Regions from separate parts of the Mus musculus genome. Here regions 2, 3 and 4 are each linked to region 1. Evidence: chromatin contacts called from public HiChIP or PLAC-seq data. All regions are on one chromosome and are shown on one strand. Each heading gives the region's core, a stretch centred on a gene start, on an enhancer-like site or on the middle of the called end of the contact. The rest is flanking DNA. Distances are from core to core; before and after follow the strand shown. Region 1 holds the start of Foxq1 (forkhead box Q1). Region 2 has its middle 69 kb from the start of 4930401O12Rik. Region 3 overlaps G630018N14Rik (a long non-coding RNA gene). Region 4 overlaps G630018N14Rik (a long non-coding RNA gene).

Region 1 (5,019 bases), core at 1,070-3,569:
GCACTTATCAATCCATCAATTATCAGAATCCCCAAAGACAAAGCTAAAGGAGACATCATCAAAAAAAATGGGGGGGGGGGGGAATTTGTGAAGAAACTGGAGATTGGGGACGAGGAGTTGGTGTCTGTTCTTTTAAACTTGGAAACCCCAACCTCAAGGGTGTGGGGATAGAGATTCGGAAAACAGACATCTTTCTTCTTCTCTTCTTGCTGTTTTCCTTTATCATCCATAGAAGGTGAATGAATTCTCCAGACACAAAACATCAGCTCAAAACAGTCAAATCAACTGCAACCGCATAGAAGAGTTTTATTTGTGATTTTTAACTTAAGACAAACTTTTTTCTCAGCACATGGTATCGATGGGGCAAGAATAGGATATACAGCCAAGAAATAAAGACAAGACTCCATCTTGATGGAGTCTGTATCCTAGTTCCCAGGTTCCTCTTCCCCTTCCCAGATAGCTGGACCCAGCCATTTTCCTCCTGGGGTCTTCCTCTCCGAAGTCGTCGTAGTGGTCCATGGGTAGTATCTTACCTAGCCATTCCAACCTCCCAAAGAACTCTCAAAGTAGAAAGAGTTGCCCCACCCTCACCCCAGCTGAGAATTCTCCATCCTCCTCTCCTCCCCCATCACAAGCTCCAAACCCAACAGTCAGCTTAATAGGGACGAGGAATAGGCATTTCCTCGCCTAACCAAGATCAAGGTAAGGAGAGTATCTGCTGCAGCTAGTGAGAGGTGGTGACGGATGAAGTGCGGGACTGGCAGTGAGGTGGACTGGCAGTGAGTGGATTAGCAGCCACTGGTGTTCCTAGGCCTGGAATCTCCCTATTGCCTATTGCCTATTGAGTCTTAACCCTCCTAAATGTATCTCCTCCATAAAACAGGCACGCTGAGTTCAAATAAGGACAACCTTCATTAACAATGTCTTTTATCCCTGGCCAAATCAATGCTTTGTCACCTTGCACTGGGCTAATTCTCATCCCAACGCACTCCCCTGGCCAGGACCTAGGGACCATCCATTTGCGGGCAGGAGCTAAGAGGAACCCCTTGAAAGAGGCTGTTTTTCGAGGCTGGAGGAACGCACCACGTGGTAAACAGTTACTCCCTGCATACTACAAAACATCAGATTCCTGCTGGCTGTCAAGATGCCCACTGCATTCTGAGCGCCTTTACGGCTTCTTGACTTAAGAGAAGAGAAGCTTGTGTATGCTTTCCACACAAATGGTGGAAAGTAATAAAATAAACTTCAAACATGCTCTCCCACATAGTCGCAGCCTCAACATTATTCGCAACAAAAGCAGGAAGAAGGAGGAAGCTGGCGTGGTAGGCATAGGGTCAAAAGTGCACCCTTCCTAGTGCAAGGCCCCTTTCCTTGGAGAACTGACACAGAGTTGTCAGGGAGTCGGAGGAGTTGCAGAAGAGGCCTCCTTTCCTGTTTGACACCCGTGCCACTAAAGCCAAGGCAAGTTCTAGAGCACAGTTGCAGACAAATAGCGATAAACACGCCTTGCCTTTGCCTCATGCCCCAAGGAACACACATCCTCCCGTGATTCTTGTTGATTGCTAGACCCGGGCACTGCATGGCTGTGGGCAAAGCCCACGTCACAAGACTTCGGAAGGGACTCAAGGCAGGCAGAGCCGGGCACCTCTCTTGCAAAGCGGCCTCCCGGTAAAAGTATGGGGCGTTGCCTCCTTCCCCCCAGAGCCTCCAGCCAGGTATGACAAAATAAAAGTGAAAGTCGGAAGCCGGCTAAGAAACAAGAGGCACGATCAACCAAAAAGAATCATAGAATTTCAAGCTCGTGGTTTTTACTTGTTACAAGGGGTAAAGTTGGCCATAGAGAGGAAGTAAGAGGAAGGGCACGAAAGAGGTCAATGCAAAGGCTGTTCCACGGGGTGTCTGCAGTTCAGCGATTCAATTATCACCAGGGATTTCCTTTCCTAAGAATATTGGCTCTCCTTGCCAAAAAAATCCGCAGGCTGCACGCAGCGCGCAGCTCAGGACGGCGGCCAGACCTATGCAACCAGTCCCTCGGCCTAAGCCCTTTTAGGTGTCTCTCTGGAGCGTCCAAAAAGTGTCAGCTCTACCAGGTATAGGAGAGCAATCGTCTTGGTGAGTCCGGGGGGCGCAGAAACCCACTCGGTGGCCGCGGGAAGCCAGAAGCTCCTACCTGCGCAGCGGGGCGGGCGGGGCAGCCGCACAGGCGCGCACACTCGCGCGCACACCCTAGCCGTGCGCTCGCTCCCCATTGGCGAGACCGAAAGGGCGGGGCCGGCCAGACCCAAAACAAACAACCTGCGCCCGCGGAGACTCTGTGGCCGCGCCGCCGCGTGGCCTCGGCCTGATGAACGCCTTGGGGGGAGCCGCGGCCACCTCGGCCACCTAGTTCCCCCACCCCCTGGCCGTGGGCGCCCAGGCCCCGCCCGCGCGGAGCCGCCGCAGGGTTATATTGGGCCGGACCGAAGGTGGAGGCGAGATTCTGCTGCGGCCGGCCAGCGCGGACATGCTGCCCGGGAAGCCGGGGGTGGCAAGGCGGCTGCGGGTGCGGCGGCCTCGAAGACTCCTTTCTATGGGCTCTCGAGGCTGAAGACGTCCTATCCTCAAAAGTAGCGGGTGCGCCAGCAGACGTCAGGTCGGTGCCTGAGACCTAGACATCCAGCGAAGGAACACTTTTGGACGCCCAGACCGATAGCATAAGCGCCGGCTCGGTCCTCCCAGCACGAAATCCTAAGGCTGGTGTGTCCTGGCCCCCGCTTCGCAGGGTGGCCCCTCATTCCTCGCTTGTCTTCCGCTCAAAGTCTCTAAACCTCGGAGTAAGGACAGCACTGCACCAACTTCTATCACTCCACTCCTCACTTCACCCAACAATCAAAACCCCTCCCAAAAAAAATCCCAGCGGAGGAGAACCTTTCGGAAAAGCGTCTCTCTCGGAAAGACGCAGGAGCGGTCCCTCCCAGGAGAAGACAGACTCAGCGGGCCACGGGATCGCCACTCCGGGCGCCACTCGCTTCCTACGACCTCGCAGGAAAGGGGTAACTGTGCCGGACTGGAAGCACCAGCGCCGGCATGAAATTGGAGGTGTTCGTCCCACGCGCAGCCCACGGGGACAAAATGGGCAGCGATCTGGAGGGGGCCGGCAGCAGCGACGTGCCATCTCCACTGTCCGCGGCTGGTGACGACTCCTTAGGCTCAGACGGGGACTGTGCAGCCAACAGCCCGGCGGCGGGCAGCGGCGCCGGGGATCTGGAAGGTGGCGGCGGCGAGAGGAATTCGAGTGGCGGGCCGAGCGCCCAAGACGGTCCGGAGGCAACTGATGACAGCAGAACGCAGGCCTCCGCGGCAGGGCCGTGCGCGGGCGGCGTGGGCGGCGGCGAGGGCGCGCGCAGCAAGCCGTACACGCGGCGGCCCAAGCCCCCATACTCCTACATCGCTCTCATCGCCATGGCCATCCGCGACTCCGCGGGCGGACGCCTGACACTGGCCGAGATCAACGAGTACCTCATGGGCAAGTTCCCCTTTTTCCGGGGCAGCTACACGGGCTGGCGCAACTCCGTGCGCCACAACCTCTCGCTCAACGACTGTTTCGTCAAGGTGCTGCGCGACCCCTCGCGGCCCTGGGGCAAGGACAACTACTGGATGCTCAACCCCAACAGCGAATACACCTTCGCCGACGGGGTCTTCCGCCGCCGCCGCAAGCGCCTCAGCCACCGGACCACAGTCTCCGCGTCCGGGCTGCGGCCGGAGGAAGCCCCACCCGGACCTGCCGGGACCCCGCAGCCCGCGCCCGCCGCCCGCTCCTCCCCGATCGCGCGCTCGCCGGCTCGCCAGGAGGAGCGCTCCAGCCCTGCGAGCAAGTTCTCCAGCTCCTTCGCCATCGACAGCATTCTCAGCAAGCCTTTTCGCAGCCGCCGCGACGGCGACTCGGCTCTGGGGGTGCAGCTACCCTGGGGCGCCGCTCCCTGCCCGCCGCTGCGCGCCTATCCCGCGCTCCTTCCCGCGGCGCCCGGTGGCGCTCTGCTACCGCTCTGTGCTTACGGCGCAAGCGAGCCTACGCTGCTGGCGTCGCGCGGGACCGAGGTGCAGCCCGCGGCGCCCCTTCTGCTGGCGCCCCTCTCCACCGCGGCTCCAGCCAAGCCATTCCGAGGTCCGGAGACCGCCGGCGCGGCGCACCTGTACTGCCCCCTACGGCTGCCCACGGCCCTGCAGGCGGCAGCGGCCTGCGGTCCCGGTCCGCACCTGTCCTACCCGGTGGAGACTCTGCTAGCTTGACAGGAGCTCTGTGCTCAGCAGAAGGGGTGCTGAGCAGGGTGGAGTTGGGGGCGCCTTTTGTTGAGGAGGTTGGAATGTGGGCTCTAGGGCTGTGCACTTTCCACTTTCCGGAGGAATAGAGTTTTTCTTTTTTTCAACTCTCCATCAAATGTGCCTTAAAGTTAAGCATTTTGACCCAAGTGTTTTAACTTAGTCCAGAATAGTTTCCTTTGTCTTTTGTAACTTTACAGAGGATCAAAGCCGTTCTTTTCCATTTCTTGGCCAGGCCTGTACTCTCCCGCATAGAGGCTTTCCTTTCCCTCCTATTTGCGTCACGCCTTCCACTGATTTACCTTCCCCACCCATAAAAAAGAAAAAGAAAAATACATCAGGGAACCACTCCATGGGGTAAATGATGACTACTGTTTGGGGTTTTGAGACCCCGCTGTGTAAATGTGTGTCTTTCACAGGAGTGACTGCTGCGTGTAAGAGAGCTGTCAATCAAACTTATGGTCATTTTCTTTGCTAACAACCAATGCTTCACTGTGCCAAAAAAAAAAAAAAAGAGGGAAATGTTGTTGGGTTTTTGTAATTAAATTATTTATATATTTTTGAAACCTGAATTGAAATGTTGCAGGCAACGGCTACAGCTTTATTAGTGGTTACCTAACTGTGGTCTTCTTGGGCCAAGCAATTTCTTTAAAGGAAAAGTTAGCATTATGTTTGTGGGGTGCCAGGGCCGCCACCACGAGAAACCGTGTGATTTTTATT
Region 2 (5,019 bases), core at 640-3,139, 250 kb before region 1:
CCCCCACCTGCAGAACCTTGCATCTTCCCAAATGGAAACACTGTTCCCCTTAAACACCAACTCTCCACTCTCCTTTCTCTGCCCCAGCCATCACCATTTCCCTCTTCCTCCATGAGTTTAGTCACTGTGGATGGCTCGTATGAGTGGGACCACACAGTATTTGTCCTTTGGTGATTGGCTTATTTCTCTGATTGGAATGCCTTCAAGGTACATTTGTGTCATGGTATGTGCCAGAATCCTTCTTTTTAAAGGCTGATTAATATTCCATTGCATGCATGCACCACATTTTGTGCATCTGTTTATCTGTAGGTAGACGCCTGCACCCATGAGTTAGTCACTGCAGATGATGTCCATGCACATATACATGGATGTCCACAGAGCCTCTTACTGCTGGAATGTTGTGGCCATGGGCAGATTATGAGATATACCCCTTTGTGACTCTTTGATCTGTGTTACAAGGGCCCTGGCATCATGATTTTGAGTACATATTTTCTTAGATGACTTTGGCCTCAGAATTGGTCACCCCAGTAAACTGGTGATGGTTATTTCATCCAACTTCTTAGAAGGTGGTGTGACCAGACCTATGAGTTGCATTCTTGGAGTCTATGAAGAGTTGGACTCCATGTTGTGATTCTATCAAGGATCGGTATCTTAATTGAAAGCAATAGGAGGTGGAGCTTTGGCCACATACTTGAGTATTCTTAAACTAATGGGTCTATATAGGTCTCAGAGCCTGTATAATCCCAGTCCTGGAGCAACACTGGCAGAAAAGAGGCTAGTATGTGGCCTGCAAAGGCTCAAGCTTTTCCATTGAATGAGAATGCATGACCGCAAGACCTGCAGTCAAAAAGATATTCATGTTTTTTTTTTTCTGAAAACTTGGTTGTTTGAGAAATATGAATTATGTTGAGTATACATACCCATGATGATTTTGAATTAGTGGAGTTTTCCTTGTTCCCACGTGAGAAAATGGACCTTGGCAGGTTGGCCTTTGGTTTGGTTTCATAGTCTTGTTCTCGGGCCAGTCCACAGGCTAGGTGATGACATCACACTCTGATCAGTTCTTTCCTCTGGATCCTTGGCATTTGGTCTCTTACCAGGAAGCATTTATCTCTGCGGCATTTTCTTACCCATGCCACCCTGTAATCAGTGGTCCCAGCTGTGACTAGCCTGCTGCCTTCTCTGCAGCCTCTGTGGTGTGCAAGGAGGGAAAGAGTTTCCATCGCTCAGACTTTGGTTAGTTCCTGTCTCTTTTTTTTTTTCTCCATATAATTACCTGGAGACATGTCATGTGTGTTCCAGTGATGAGTTGTGGCATGCAACTTGTATAGGGAAGAATACTGGGAACATGGAAGTGGCAGACAGAAAGTCCTAACCTAAATCATTACAAAGTTTACACTAACCTGCTTGCTAAACAACAGAGAGCCGCTGAGTGCGCTGTTTGTTCTCTGAACACCACGACTCCCATTCCTAATGTCATACAGAACTACCTCCTATCGCTTGCCTTGAATGTGACTAGAACCTTAGTGAACGTATTAACCCCTATTGAGAACTATCAAGCAGCAGACATAGAGAATGCCATGGATAAATCAGCAGTGAGTTTCCCTCCCTCTACTGATGCCATCCTGGGATGAAACAGCAACTGTTTCCAAGGGTGATTCCCAAAGGGACAAGCCATGCTCTGCAGGAATGAGGAGACTCCAGCCTTAGCAGCTCCAGGTGTTTCCTTGGCTGCCTTGGAATCCTGTGAAAGTAAAGTCCTCTGCTGCTCTGAGCTAAATGCTGAGTGTTCCCAGGAGACAAGTGATTTGCTGCCTTGCTTAGAACTGCAGTTGGATGACCCTGCCATTGTTGGGTCTTAGGTCCTGGGCCAGCCTGTGACACTTCTCTAGAATACACAATATGTCTGTTCGCTCTGCAGTTCCCATGCCTGGCTCCTGAGCAGTACAGTCACCTGCACCCCAAACCTCCCTACCACGAGTGCCAGGTGGCCTCGTGACAGCGAAGAGGAGGTACAGGTGCATTGTTAGCATATTTTCCAGAACAATTACTTTTATCAGCCTGGCTTTCTTGTCACAGAATGCAGTCCTTGGCAGGAAGTCACAGGTCTGTTGATTTTACAAGTAAGATAAACAAACCTCCCTTGACACACAGGACAGCGGAATCTGTGATTTCCCTCCACCCACACGGAGCAGGGCAGTTGAAGTCCAGTGGAGCAAAGGGTTGGGTTTTAAATATATGAAGCAAAAGTCAGGCTTTGCTTTCTGACAAGATGCCCCTTTGTAACCAGGAAGGAGTGGGCCCCATCTGCCTCACCTAGGGGGAACTCAAGCCAGGGAGAAAGATACTCAGAGAAAGGGTTGGCCCACTGCCCAGGAACACACTTGGACCTTGAATGGTCTGTTTCAAATGGGTCCCATCTCCTGCGTGAAGTGATTATCTGTGAACCTGAGAAACAAACAGAAGCGCTTTTCTAACTGTGCAATTGATCATGGAAAACTAAGCTTAGATAAATTAGTATCATTTGAAGCCTGTTTAATGAAAATTACAAGCAGCCCTCTCTTGCTCCCAGATGAAAACTAGGGCTGTCTCCCTGTTTGTTGGTCATTGATAACAGAAAATCCCACCAATGCCTTAAGATACAAAAGCAATGCCCAAGCAGGATAGTGTGCACAGGGCAGATGGCACCAGAATAGTGTATCCCTCATGACCCAGCTTGGCCTTTGGCAGTGTCCCATGATAGCAAGACCTGTGTCTTGTTTCTTTTCTAGCTCTCTGTTCTGTTTGTCAGGCTCTAGGTTTTGCTTCGTTCCAGGGACAGCAGGAAGGAAGAGATGTAAGGAAAGAGTGACTGATACCTGCCTGGTGCTGTCATAAAACAATTCCAGGGACCACAGACCTGATGGAGTTGATTCTTCTGTGGGCATTTTCATGCATTTAATGGGAGTGAAAATAACAGTTTGAAGGCCATGAAGGTTTGCTTGTAATTCCCAAAATGAAAATAGCACATTTTTCTCAGAATAATTCCAATCTTTAATAATTTGGATGGCTCTTACAGCAGAAAAACTAGTCAGTAGGTAACAAGCATGCCACAGCGTTACATGGAGGAAGAACAAAACAGAGTTTGTGCTCCACCTCTGTGGTGTGTACCAGCCCTGCTCTTCTTCACCTCATGGTTACTTTTGCTTCTCTCTCTGTGGGTGCTGGCTCCTCAGGCCTCTGAGCCTGGGCCTCATGGAGAGAGTGAGCCTCACCTCCTTCCTTCATGGGTGGAGAAGATCAAACCCAAAGCAACTGGTAACATCCTCATTTCTCCCAAAGGAAAGGCGTCTCCCTCAGTGTCACACCCTAGAGCACAAGTTCTTTTATGCCAGGGGGGAAAATCAGCCCAACTATGAAAATGGAAGAATATTACAAGATTTGAGGGAAATTAGGAGACTCCTCGAAGTACGTGTCACATAGTCAGAGTCAACAAGAATGAATTCAAGGAGACTGTTTCTGACTGAGGAAAGAGAAAAGGGCTGGGTACTTATAAGCATCCATTTGTACCAACCCCTGTGTGGGGTAAACTATGCTAGGGTTCTCATTGTCATTTACTTGCTGCAACAGGCAGGATCTAATCAGGTTTGAATAAGAAGGCCCCCATAGACTCATATATGTGACTGCTTAGTCCCCACTTGAAAAGGATTAGGAGTTGTGGCCTTGTTGAAATAGGTGTGCCCTTATTAGAGGAAGAATGTCATTGTAGGTGAGCGTTGGGCTTTCAAAAATCCAAGCTAGGCCCAGTAACTCCTTCTTCCTGCTTGCCAAGGGCCAGGATGTAGAACCCTCAGCTACTTCTCTAGTACCATGTCTGCCTATGTACCAGTGCTTCCTGCCGTGATGATAATGGACTAAACCTCTGAAAGTGTAAGGCAGCCCTAGTTGAGTGTTTTCCTTTATATGAGTTGCCATGGTGCAGTGTCTCTCCTTCTCAGTAATAGAAACCCCGACTAAGACAGTGTCTGAAGCTTAATCAGTCTGCAGCTTTTTTGTTTTGTTTTTTAAGAACAATGTGTCAAAGGTTCTGAGTAACTGTTTCTAGTGAATTCGCTACAATAGCGGGGTTGGAGAGATGACTCAGCAGTTAAGGAGACTTGATGCTCTTACAGAAGACCAGTGTTCAGTTCCTAGCGTCCATGGCAGGCAGCTTGCTACCACCTGGGACTAAGGTCTGATGTCATCTCCTGGCTTCTCCTGGCTTCTAGGAGCATGTGCATAAAAGTACAATCATCCATGTGACACACACATATATAAACAAATCTTAAAGTGGGGTGGAGAAGAGTTGTCATGATAAAATTCTAGGAATTTTTTTATTAGGTATTTTCTTCATTTACATTTCAAATGCTATCCCAAAAGTCCCCCATACCCCACCACCACTCCCCTACCCACCCACTCCCACTTCTTGGCCCTGGCTTTCCCCTGTACTGAGTCATATAAAGTTTGCAAGACCAAGGGGCCTCTCTTCCCAATGATGGCTGACTAGGCCATCTTCTGCTACATATGCAGCTAGAGACACGAGCTCTGGGGGTACTGGTTAGTTCATACTGTTGTTCCACCTAATTTTAATTGGTTGTTTTGACTTCTCTGTTACTGGACTTTGCCAAATTTCTCACAGTAAAACTCAAGGGAATAACTGACACTGATTTAAAGTAGATTCACTACTCTCAGCTGTCTGCCAGTTCTCCAGATCAGACTCCTGGAGTTTGCCATCTGTCTGCTAGGTCTCCGGATAAGGCATACTCAAAGGACGTTGGGTGAGACTGACTTCTGCAGAGCCCTTAGAGTGCACCAGGACACAATGTATCCAAGCTTCATCTGGGTTGGGAAACAGGACAATGGCTTGCTCAGACAGAGAGAGGTGCCTACTATTCTCCCATCTAGTGCCTGGACAAATTTCTGGTAGGTTCACTGTCCAAAGAATTTCCTTGACCAAAACCTTCAGGATACAGGCACAGGATAGCTGGTCTCTACTAATGC
Region 3 (5,019 bases), core at 820-3,319, 230 kb before region 1:
GTTTCTCAGCATCCCACGCTGCTCTCCTGCTCACCCTTCTGAGCCGCCCAACCAGTGAGTCTCAGGGTCTGTGACTTCCCTCGCCTGGATTGCCACATTGAACTCTTCAAACACATATTTTAATTTTAATTTAATTTATTATTAACACTGAGTCTGTATATGTATGGTGTGTGTGTTTGTGATTTGGAGTCAGGGGGTACACGCAGGTGCCATAGCCTGAGTATGGAGGGAGGAGAGCAAGTTTCTGGATTCAGGCCTCATCCTTCCATCAAGCTCAGATGATCGGGGTTGGAGCAGCGCTTTGATCTGCTGACGCATCTTGCTGGTCATTGATATGCATTTTTAAACAAAGTAAAAGAAAGAAATGGGAGCACAATGACTATGTTTCCAAAATATCTATTTTTTTCTCACTCTGCGGACATGAAAAGCAGGGAAAGCATAGACCTAAATGGGAGGAGTCAGAGGGAGAGAAGATTCTTCAGGGAAGCATCTACAAGCCATGCCCCCTCTCACAGACAACACTTCGTTAGATTAAGTTATTGCTTCCAGTAATTTTCCACATCGACTACTGAAACTAAAATAAACAGAATTTTCCGGTTTTGGAACTGTTTGGCAGTAACCATAAAATCGGTCAAAGATTTATTACTAACTTATCAGGGGGAAAGTTTTTTCTGCTTTCAGTGTGTGACAGGGCCGAGCAGAACGGAGGAGGCCCCACTCCATTGACAAATAAACCCTGCGAATTTTGACATAATTAACTCTCATTGCTTTTATTGCCCCAGCTGAATGTAGGGTGAGTGGCCATCGTACTTACAGCTTGGCACGTGGCCTCCACTGTTGGGGGAAGAAACAAGATGCAGGCGTCATCACAGGGCCTCCAGATGAAAGTGACAGGAGACAGACATTCTCATTCTTATCTCAGGGGCCCACTCGAGTTTCAGAAGTGGGAGAAGCACAGGGGTGTCTGGTGATCAGCTGCAGCTTCTTATGGCTGTGTCATTGCCCGGTTCCATGAGTGTCCAAATGAGAGGCTCAGCTTGAAGGAATCCGTCTCATCCATAATTCAAACCGTTTAACTCCTCGGAAGAGATGTGCCAGCATTTGCTTTCTAATTAAGATGTGAGCACAATTCGGTGGACTTTTAAAACTTTACAACCTTTTGGGTTTACTTTGGACACGTCTACGTTATTGTAATTTTCTTCCCTACCCACATTTGTGGCTAGTTGAACAAAGCTACATTCAGCGGGACTTCTTTCTTAAATGGTGGCTGCTGTCCACCCTTTTGATAATACACATGGCACTGTCATCCCCATCTGTGTTGGGCTATCCTGGGACACACACACAAGCCTGGACTGGACATTCCTGTAGTGTGCTTCTGGTGAGTTATGCCGGTGAGATCTCTTTAACCCGGTCATCAAAATTCTTTGCTTTGCTGACCGTAGGCTAGTCCAGGAGTGCCTCAAGCCTGTTGTATCAAAAGGGGCCCTTCAAAGGGCCTCTTGGAGTAGACACAAGATGAAGCTAGCAGGGTTCATACACGAGAGTGACTCTCCACTAAGATGTATCCTGAGTTTAGTCACCAAAGAAAGAGAGAAGACACTCAGGCCCACCCCACCACTCCACTACCCCCCACCCCAAACCACCCTCCCCACCCCACCCCACCCCACCCCCGAACCACGGTGTATTTGCTGAGTTCAGAATCCCTTCCCTGGTGGCGTGTGACCTTGCTGTGCCCTGCTCTCCGAAGGTCTGAGTCACCACTGTGGCAAAGGAGTCAGAGGGCTCCTTGTAGACACAAGGGAACAGATAGCACCTTTTAGGAGCCATTGAATCAATGTCAACTGTAGCTTAGGGCATGTCAGGGCTGTAGGAACGGAATACAATTCTATAGGGTGTGAACCAGGCTACAGAACAATAGAAAGAGAGACGGTGTGTTTATGATTAATAAGAAAAATCACGGCCTTTATTTATCCTGGCGCCGTGCCAGCCTGTGGGCCACAGATAGGTGTGTGAGGCCCTTTGTTGTGGAAGCCAGCATGGCAGTAAGTATGTAGGAAGAACCTTCTTCCATTGGCTGGGAAGGCAGCAAGAGGGAGAGAGAAAGTCAGTGCTTTGTGCTGTTTTGCATTTCCTCCTGGGGTGAAAGCAGCAAGGTTTGCCCAGAGTCCTGGCTTGTTAGTGTCCTAACTGCCAACACCACCAGCAAAAACTCTCATAGAAGCCGGGCGGTGGTGGCGCACGCCTTTAATCCCAGCACTTGGGAGGCAGAGGCAGAGGCAGAGAGAGGCAGAGGCAGAGAGGCAGAGAGGCAGAGGCAGAGAGGCAGAGGCAGAGAGGCAGAGGCAGAGAGGCAGAGGCAGAGAGGCAGAGGCAGAGAGGCAGAGGCAGAGAGGCAGAGGCAGAGAGGCAGAGGCAGAGGCAGAGGCAGAGGCAGAGGCAGAGGCAGAGGCAGAGGCAGAGGCAGAGGCAGAGGCAGAGGCAGAGGCAGAGGCAGAGGCAGAGGCAGAGAGGCAGAGGGGCAGAGAGGCAGAGGCAGAGGCAGAAAGGCAGAGAGGCAGAGAGGCAGAGGCAGAGGCAGAGGCAGAGGCAGAGGCAGAGGCAGAGGCAGAGGCAGAGGCAGAGGCAGGCAGATTTCTGAGTTCGAGGCCAGACTGGTCTACAGAGTGAGTTCCAGGACAGCCACGGCTACACAGAGAAACCCTGTCTTGAAAAACCAAAAAAAAAAAAAAAAAGCTCTCATAGAGAGATCTGGCACCTCATCTTATGCCATTCGGCAACACAGTGATCCTGGAAAGCCCCACGTGATTGAACAGGGACGACCGGAAGCTCATCAAGTGTCTGCACTGCACTTCGCTCCAAGGATCCCCGTCTCAGCACCACCGGATAAAAGACAAGACAGATGGTTAAATACAGAATGGGAGCTGGTTCTTCACACTACAAGATGCTGCTCTGTTTCCTCTGCGACTCCTGGGTTGACTTGCTCTAAAGTAGACACCACAAGATGCAGTGACTCTTGGATCCAGGTCAGAGGCAACAGAAAGGCCACCAGGAAGTAGGGTGGAGGCTCCCGGGTTGTGAAGAGGCAGGGTAAACTTTGAGCTCCCACGTATTGGCATCTTGCACGGCACAGACCCAGGATGGTCAGGTTTTATTACCTTTCGGAGAAGCCAGGAGCACTGAATGCTGGAAGTTTTCTAACTGTGTTTGCGTTGGCAGCAGATTTTAGCTTGCATTTCAGTCATGTACCTGTGAACAGCATTTGGTTCACAGGCCGTGACCTTCACCGTGTGGCATCTCTGGAACAATTCCAGGAACAGAGTCTGAGGGTGGAGGAGTAGAAGGCAAAAGGGGGCCTCAGACAGTGCTAAAGCAGGGACAAGCCCTGGAAAAAGTAAGACCTGAATAAAGTTGAAATGGTTAGCCCTCTAGAGGGATCTGAAGGAAGGCATGTGCTGAGGTGAAGGGGATATCGCCAAGTGTGTGGTACCTGCCTTTAGTTATAGCACTCAGGGGGCAGAGGCAAGGCAGATCACTGTGAGTTCGAGGCCAGACTGATCCATATAACAAGTCCCAAGCCAGACAGGGATACATAATGAGACCTTGTCTCAAAGCAAAACATAACAAGAAAGCAAAATTAAAAGGGGGTAATAAACTGAGAAGAAATGACTGGGTATGACGGACTATATAACCTAAACTATCTGGATATTCAATGAAAATAAGAATCACACCAACCAACCAAAACAACAAAGCAAAGACAAAATGGAAGTGAATGCAAACCCCACCCAGGCATTGGGACCACGTGCCGTATAAAGAGCAGTATATAAAACCTGAGAGGTAGGTAAAGCCATTTAACCCTCACGATGCCAGCAGGTGCTCATCTCGGCTCCTCTCACATCAGAGATGAAGAAACTGTCCACAGCTACCTAGGATCACTCACTGCCTAAGATCACGGCTCACAGTGGATTCCAGATTTGTTCTCTATTTCCATGCTGGGTCCTAAAACCAGAAGTGAGAGCACATAAGATGGACTCACCTTGGCTCATCAATGCCTGCTTCCCAGGAGACTTAAATGAGGAGAGAGTCTGCTTAGCTCCATCCTGTTACCTGAGCTGGGTAAACCAATCCTGACCAGAAAAAGCAGGGGCCCACACTGTATCAATGTCCCATTCCCCAGGAGTGCCCTCTCAGACCTTGCTTAATGAAGTATAACAAGTCTAAGCCACGGTTCTTACCCACCAGTAAATAGAGGGCATACCATTCAGGTGAAAGGGAAAAGACCAGGGGCCCATGTCTCACCCTAGAAGAAGAGGCAGAAAGATGGTAAGTTCCAAGCCAGTCTGGGGGACATAGTGAGAGGCTGTCTCAAGAAACCCAAATAAACAAGATGGAAAAGAAAAGAAAGAAAAATATCTTGACTCTAGTCCTATCGAGAATGGACAGAGATAAGCTACGTGGGAACTTGGGTTGTTCATGCCAGACAATGAGATTCAGGAAACCACCAGCCCCTTTCCCTCCTCAAAACAGCCAGAAGCACCTATAATTTCCAAAGGAGAATCTCCTCACTGCTCTCAAGAGCTGAGTGACAGAACACACTAGAGAGGACAGTGGGGTTAGGGCGTGGATGCTCCTGACCTCCACTCACATCCCCAGGGCCTCTGCCCTTATAAACTTCTCTGACCCTCTGATCAAAGTCAGTCTAGGATGTAGCAGGTTTGCAGAATCAAAGCTCACATACCCACACCTCCCCACCAGCTTTGCAGTGCACACTTCAGGTGGAATAAATTAAAAAAAAAAAAAAAGAGCTCGGCAGGGAGTTAAAATAAAAACCCATAATATTCCACAAAGGCACATACTTTACTTCCATTATCATGAACTAGGAACACATGGATAAAGCTTGCCTGATGTTTCCTGGCCAGCAGTCAGTTCAAAAGGAACAGGCCCGGGCGTGCCAGCGGCAGCAGACACTCTATTCACTCTGGCGTTATTAAATAACAATTTATAATGATTTATACATTTAAT
Region 4 (5,019 bases), core at 1,013-3,512, 190 kb before region 1:
GAGCCTAAATACCTGTACAACAACAACAACAACAACAACAACAACAAAACAATAAAACAACAACAACAAAAAAAAAAAACAGCAATAACAAAGTGTCTAACAGCACAATACCCCAGAAGGTGTAAATAACAAAGTTGGGTTGTATGGCTCATGATCCTAGGACCTGGAAAGTCCAAAGAGGCACATTGGCAAAGATCCACTCAGCAGCATGTGGCAGACAAGTGGGTGTGTGTACAAATTTTTTTTTGCTTCTGAGGTACATAATCCACTACCAAGACATCAGTTGGCATGAATGCTCTCTGAGCATGGTGACCCTCGCCCTCTACTAACCACAACGTGACAGTACCTGTTAACGTCCTTCCAGCTTTCTGCAGTGTTCCAGTGGAGACTAAGCCACCAGCACATGAACCTTGGAAGACAAGTCAGAGGTAAGCCAAAGCCAAAAGTTCATAGAAAGAAGACACAAGCCATGTTAAGGACTCCCATTCAACCCCTGGCATAAATGGTCCAAAGATCTATCGAAAACTATGGAGAAGGTTCAATAAAACTTGGTGACAATAAGACACAAGATGAAAGTTTAGGTCTCAGGCCTTCAGCACAAGTACTCAAACACCAGAATTTAACCAGTCAAAACCCAGGAGGGCCTTTACCTATTCTCCTAGCACAATGCCCATACAGGAAAGGATTACTCAAAGGTACTTCTTGACTCTACATAAGGTGACCCAAGGAGAAGATCTCAGAACACCACTAGCCAGCCTTAAACACCCTTCAGGTTAATTACTGACCTCCGTGTCTAGTATGGTTGGTTTAAATAAGGTAGGTTTCTCCTCCCCAGTTTAATTCAGATATTCAAGAGAAGGTCCGAGTACTTCTGCTTGTTGTTTTCCAAGTGGTAACAGAAATACCTGAGGTGATCCACTTACCATTGTTTAGTTAAGCTTTCTACTGCTGTGATAAAGCACCAGGGCCAAAATCAACTTATGGAGGAAAATGTTTATTTCACTTACACTTTTGTATCACAGTCGATCATCAAAGGGAGTTAGGGCAGGAACGCAAGGCAGGCTCTGAAGCATAACCCATGAAGGAACACTGCCTTACTGACTTGCTTATCCCAGCTTCCTCTGCCTGCTTTCTTATACGATCAGGGCTACCATTTCAGGAATGGTAGTACCCACAATGGGTATGTGAATCTCAAGAAAATGTCTTACAAACTTGCCTACAGGCCACTTGTATGAAGGCATTTCCTCAATTAAGAGTCTATTCCCCCCAAAATGTCTAGGTTTGTGTCTAATTGACACAAGCCAACCAGCATGCTGTTTTTTAGGGTGTCATTCCATGTACTTGCTGCTTAGACTTTTGCTTTAGGCCTGCAACAGGCCAGAATGTCATGGCGGGAGTAGGTAGGGAAGGAAGCCACTCACTTCATGGTGGGCAATGAGCAAGGAAGGATTGAGGAGATGGCAGGGTCTCTCCAGTGACATGACTTCCTACACCTCAGCTCTGCACACTAAAGGTTCTATCCCATTACAAGAGCACCTCAGGTTGGGGATGTCAGTCCCTGGGGAACAGCTGAGACCCAAACTAACAGCACTTATTTAGTTTCTGTAGACTGGGTGTTCAGAGGTAAGAAACAATCAGTCAGGCTCTAAAGTATTCATGTTTGACAATAGTTCCTCATCAAGGACGGTCTGGACACCACCCTTGGGAATCAACGCCCTGACATTTGCAAGCCATAGTTTATTGCTTCTTCTCCAGGCTGCCATCTGTTGAAAGATAAATTATAGAGGAATCAAAACAACAGTCTCCCTCAGCAGATCATTCTTTTCTGAATAATACCACATCTTTTAACACCCCTCTTTGAAAATGAATTTCTGCTGGTGGGGTCTTAACTGTGAGATACAAAGACAGCACGCATAGCCCTAAAACTATGCAAAGCAAAGTCCTGACTGCATAGGCCCCAGCCATATTTATTTTCCCTGGGCCAATAGCATAGTCTTGGGTAGAAGCCAATTCTAAACCAGAGGCATGCAGTAGCCTAAGGTATGAAGTACGGAATCATAGACCATGGGAAGTGGAAAGACATTGAGAGCCTATCTAGACAGACCTCTTTGGTGGACAAAGGACTCCCTTGACCAGAGAAGCTGAAGGTAAGCTGGGAGGTTTAAGGAAAGGTGGCCCTCGACGCTATTATCTCCTGAGTCCCAACCTCAGAGGACTTTTGCTTCTCAGGTCACATGATCAAGAGGCCTGAAGCTAGTGCTGAGCAAACGGAAAGGAGAGGGCAAGGTACAGAGATGGCTGTCCTCCTAAGTATGCATGCTTTTTGTGACCCCATTTGCTTTGCCTTTATTCTTGAATAGCACGTAGTAGCCTGGTTTAAATTTTCACCAGGTGGTGCTGGAGGTTAAGTGTGAAGGAATAACCTCTTGTGTGTTTTCTGGGAAATCTAAAAAGAATATGAAGCCATCACAACTACACTTCCCTATTCACTTTTGATATTTTAAAAAACAAACAAACAAACCAATGCAACTGGAAAAAATACAGCTGAAGAGAACCCTGCAAAATTCACCTTCTTCCTGAAAGAAAAATTAGGGGAGGAGGGAGGAGCTACAAAGCAAAGAGAAAGGCTGTCAGAGTGTGAGTGGCTGGGCCAGTTCTCCCTCTCTGGTAGGCCTCAAGTTCTTGGTTCTCAGAAGTCCATTGCTCAGGAGGCCCTGGGGAAGGAGCTAAGAATTGCTTGTTGTGACTCCATCAGTTACCTTCTGGCCAGCTCAAAGCTTTGTCCACAGCACTGGGCCTGTTGCTCTGGGCTATGCAGGCCTGTTTCCAGACAATAAAGTGTTGTCTTCTGGGATGCTCTGCCAGGACCACCTGCAGACAATGTTTATAAACCCTGGCAGGGACTGATTGATCTCACAATGGGACTGTGTAACATAAACACCCCATTATTCTATAAAAGAATATGCCCAACACCACCTAGATCTTCTAAGAATAGAGCTCCCGGAGTTACAATGTGCACAGCCACTTAAGAAGAAACAGTCTTTCCTTTGAAGCAATATTAGCATTAGCATTTACTTTATGCGGGGACAGAGTGGTATTTTAACCTCTCTGGAAACCATGGTTCAAAACTGGAGCAGAACTCAGAACTCTTAAATTTCCTAGTTTGAGGGTTCTTGGAGTGTCCTGACTCTGGGTGTCTGTGTTTCTGGGTGTGTGCATGCTGTGTCCACGTGTCTGCGTACGTGTGACCTTCAGAGGTTTGCTTATTTGAGCATTCATTTTTTAAAAGGGCACACCCAGAGGAACTTTATGAGGTGACATACTGGAATGTAGTCGCTAGGAAAAATGTTTTTTTAAAAGAGAAAGTGGGTGAAGCCAAATTTGAGGGGAAAAAAAGCAGGGAAGGCAGGAAGAGGAGATCAGTCTGTGATTGGCAGAGATAAACACACAGTAAATAACAACAACAACAACAACAACAACAACAACAACAAACCCACAACACCCAATGAACAATGGCTTCTCACTCCAGAACACAGCCTGGCAGAGTTCATTTCTCAGGACTCAGTTGCTTTTAACTTAACCAATTTGGTGCTCATTAGGCATTAAATATTAAAATAAATAAATAAAGTCATCTGTTAAATAGATGCTATTTATATTTGGAAACAAGAGATCATTTCTAAGCCCAATGGATTTTTCTACAACAAACGAATTTGGGGTTAATTTAAAGCCAATTTCTTCCTTGAAGGGGCAGGAAAGCTGGCGACCATGCCTGTGTGCTGGCTGCTTCCAGGAATGTCCTTTTACCAGAGGTGGGGTAAGTGGAATTATCCTGTCCCTGGATGCAAAAGAGACGTCACATGGCATCAAGATTTATGACCACCAGAGCTGCCTGTGGGAACTTGTAGGAGCTCAGCTACAAATGTCTCTGTTGTCACCATAACATAACTACCTGAGGTGATTACACACTCGAGAGGAAAAATAAACAGTGAACAAAACCGCACCTCCCAGGGCACCAAGGGTACTGGATAGTTACGGAGGATGTCGAGGTGAGACCCACACTTGCAGACTCTAGTCACAGGCCCAGCACTGGAAAATTCCTTTTTCTCTTGCCTCAAAGGTATAATAATGGTGGGGGGCAGGGGGGAGAGAGTCAGTTTTCAAATGAACCATGGAGAAGAACTTAACAACAAATGTAGATTGTGAAGTAAATGCCACACTGAGATTGGATTACTTAAGATGTACTTTGGCTTTGACTCAGCTGGTCTATCAGTAATTTGTGTGGACCGTGACCAAACACCAGACGAAAACAAGTTACCCAAGAAAAGGCTTATTTCTCCTCACTGTTTCAGAGCCCATCGCTGAAGGGAAGCGACTGTGGTAGCACAGTTTATGGTGGAGAGGGATAGCAGAGGTTGTTCACATCCCAGCCGACGGGAAGCAGAGAACACAGCAGGAACAGGGACGCTGTCATCCTCACAGGCCCATCCCTAGCCAAGCACTAGCCAGGCCTCAACTCCTGAAGGTTTCAGAGATCTGGAAAACAGAATCACATGTAGGGAACAAGGGTTCAAAACATGAGCAGGGTATGGAGGAGGTGGGCAGGAATTGCATCTCAAATGCAAAACCATAACACATTCATTGAATGTGCTTCCAGGGAGTCTCAGAAACCTGCGGAGTTTCTGCCATGTTGTGGGATAATCACAGCAAGGTGTCTATAGGCATTGTCTACACTCATGTCTCTTTTAAAGACAGAATATGCTTAAATTATGAAGTAGCCAAGAACAAGAGAGAGCATTCTCTGAGGCAGAAATGAGAAGCAAGTGGCAGGTTGTCACCTCTGAAATACATGCAAGCCATACTTGCCAGGAGGATGGAGGAGACTGAGACAAGAATGAGGAAGGAGACGCTGTGGCTTTCAGGTTCCCGGCCTGGGCAATGCAGCCCACCCTTCCCTCGAGCAAAGGAAGGGAGCCTTATGTAAATGGATACCCCAGTTATGAGGAGACCCTGGTGGGGAAA

Evidence for each region. HiChIP or PLAC-seq counts read pairs in DNA pulled down with a chosen protein or histone mark.
Region 2: a FOXA1 HiChIP or PLAC-seq map of pancreatic cancer cells shows a contact between it and region 1. The contact joins the enhancer-like site here to the promoter of Foxq1 in region 1. A contact is called at or near these places in 6 of 39 promoter capture datasets (embryonic stem cells, hippocampal neurons, liver and 1 more), 1 of 484 Hi-C or Micro-C datasets (gonadal supporting cells), 9 of 115 datasets of contacts at active chromatin or transcription factors (craniofacial prominence, embryonic forebrain, embryonic stem cells and 5 more) and 2 of 9 other capture datasets (liver and pancreatic islet).
Region 3: an HNF4G HiChIP or PLAC-seq map of pancreatic cancer cells shows a contact between it and region 1. The contact joins the enhancer-like site here to the promoter of Foxq1 in region 1. A contact is called at or near these places in 5 of 39 promoter capture datasets (embryonic stem cells, hippocampal neurons, liver and 1 more), 5 of 484 Hi-C or Micro-C datasets (the AML12 cell line, Sertoli cells, gonadal supporting cells and 2 more), 13 of 115 datasets of contacts at active chromatin or transcription factors (bone marrow-derived macrophages, embryonic forebrain, embryonic stem cells and 8 more) and 5 of 9 other capture datasets (adipose tissue, embryonic stem cells, liver and 2 more).
Region 4: an H3K4me3 HiChIP or PLAC-seq map of intestinal villus epithelium shows a contact between it and region 1, with 9 times the contacts expected there. The contact joins the enhancer-like site here to the promoter of Foxq1 in region 1. A contact is called at or near these places in 5 of 39 promoter capture datasets (the 3T3-L1 cell line, embryonic stem cells, hippocampal neurons and 2 more), 1 of 15 datasets of contacts at CTCF or cohesin (the NIH/3T3 cell line), 8 of 484 Hi-C or Micro-C datasets (the AML12 cell line, cerebral cortex, cochlea and 4 more), 8 of 115 datasets of contacts at active chromatin or transcription factors (bone marrow-derived macrophages, embryonic forebrain, embryonic stem cells and 5 more) and 3 of 9 other capture datasets (adipose tissue, embryonic stem cells and liver).

What each region holds. Positions count from the first base shown.
Region 1 is chr13:31,555,851-31,560,869 of GRCm38.p6, forward strand. Foxq1 (forkhead box Q1) reads left to right here and starts at 2,320. Exons shown (of 1, transcript NM_008239.4): 1 at 2,320-5,019. The coding sequence starts at 3,067. The coding sequence ends at 4,269.
Region 2 is chr13:31,307,197-31,312,215 of GRCm38.p6, forward strand. No RefSeq gene overlaps it. Among named protein-coding and RNA genes, the nearest start is that of 4930401O12Rik, 69 kb to the left of the region's middle. Within about 2 kb of position 1,890, at least 33 of the 459 cell types and tissues checked have an H3K27ac peak or open chromatin away from gene starts, as enhancers often do. A contact at or near this core is called in extraembryonic endoderm stem cells, liver and pancreatic cancer cells, where this site is marked.
Region 3 is chr13:31,325,827-31,330,845 of GRCm38.p6, forward strand. All of the region lies in intron 9 of G630018N14Rik (a long non-coding RNA gene), which reads right to left. Among named protein-coding and RNA genes, the nearest start is that of G630018N14Rik, 81 kb to the right of the region's middle. Within about 2 kb of position 2,070, at least 43 of the 459 cell types and tissues checked have an H3K27ac peak or open chromatin away from gene starts, as enhancers often do. A contact at or near this core is called in the AML12 cell line, extraembryonic endoderm stem cells, intestinal crypt epithelium and 2 more, where this site is marked.
Region 4 is chr13:31,367,124-31,372,142 of GRCm38.p6, forward strand. G630018N14Rik (a long non-coding RNA gene) reads right to left here. Exons shown (of 10, transcript XR_003950526.1): 5 at 347-4,533. Among named protein-coding and RNA genes, the nearest start is that of G630018N14Rik, 39 kb to the right of the region's middle. Within about 2 kb of position 2,263, at least 10 of the 459 cell types and tissues checked have an H3K27ac peak or open chromatin away from gene starts, as enhancers often do. A contact at or near this core is called in intestinal villus epithelium, where this site is marked.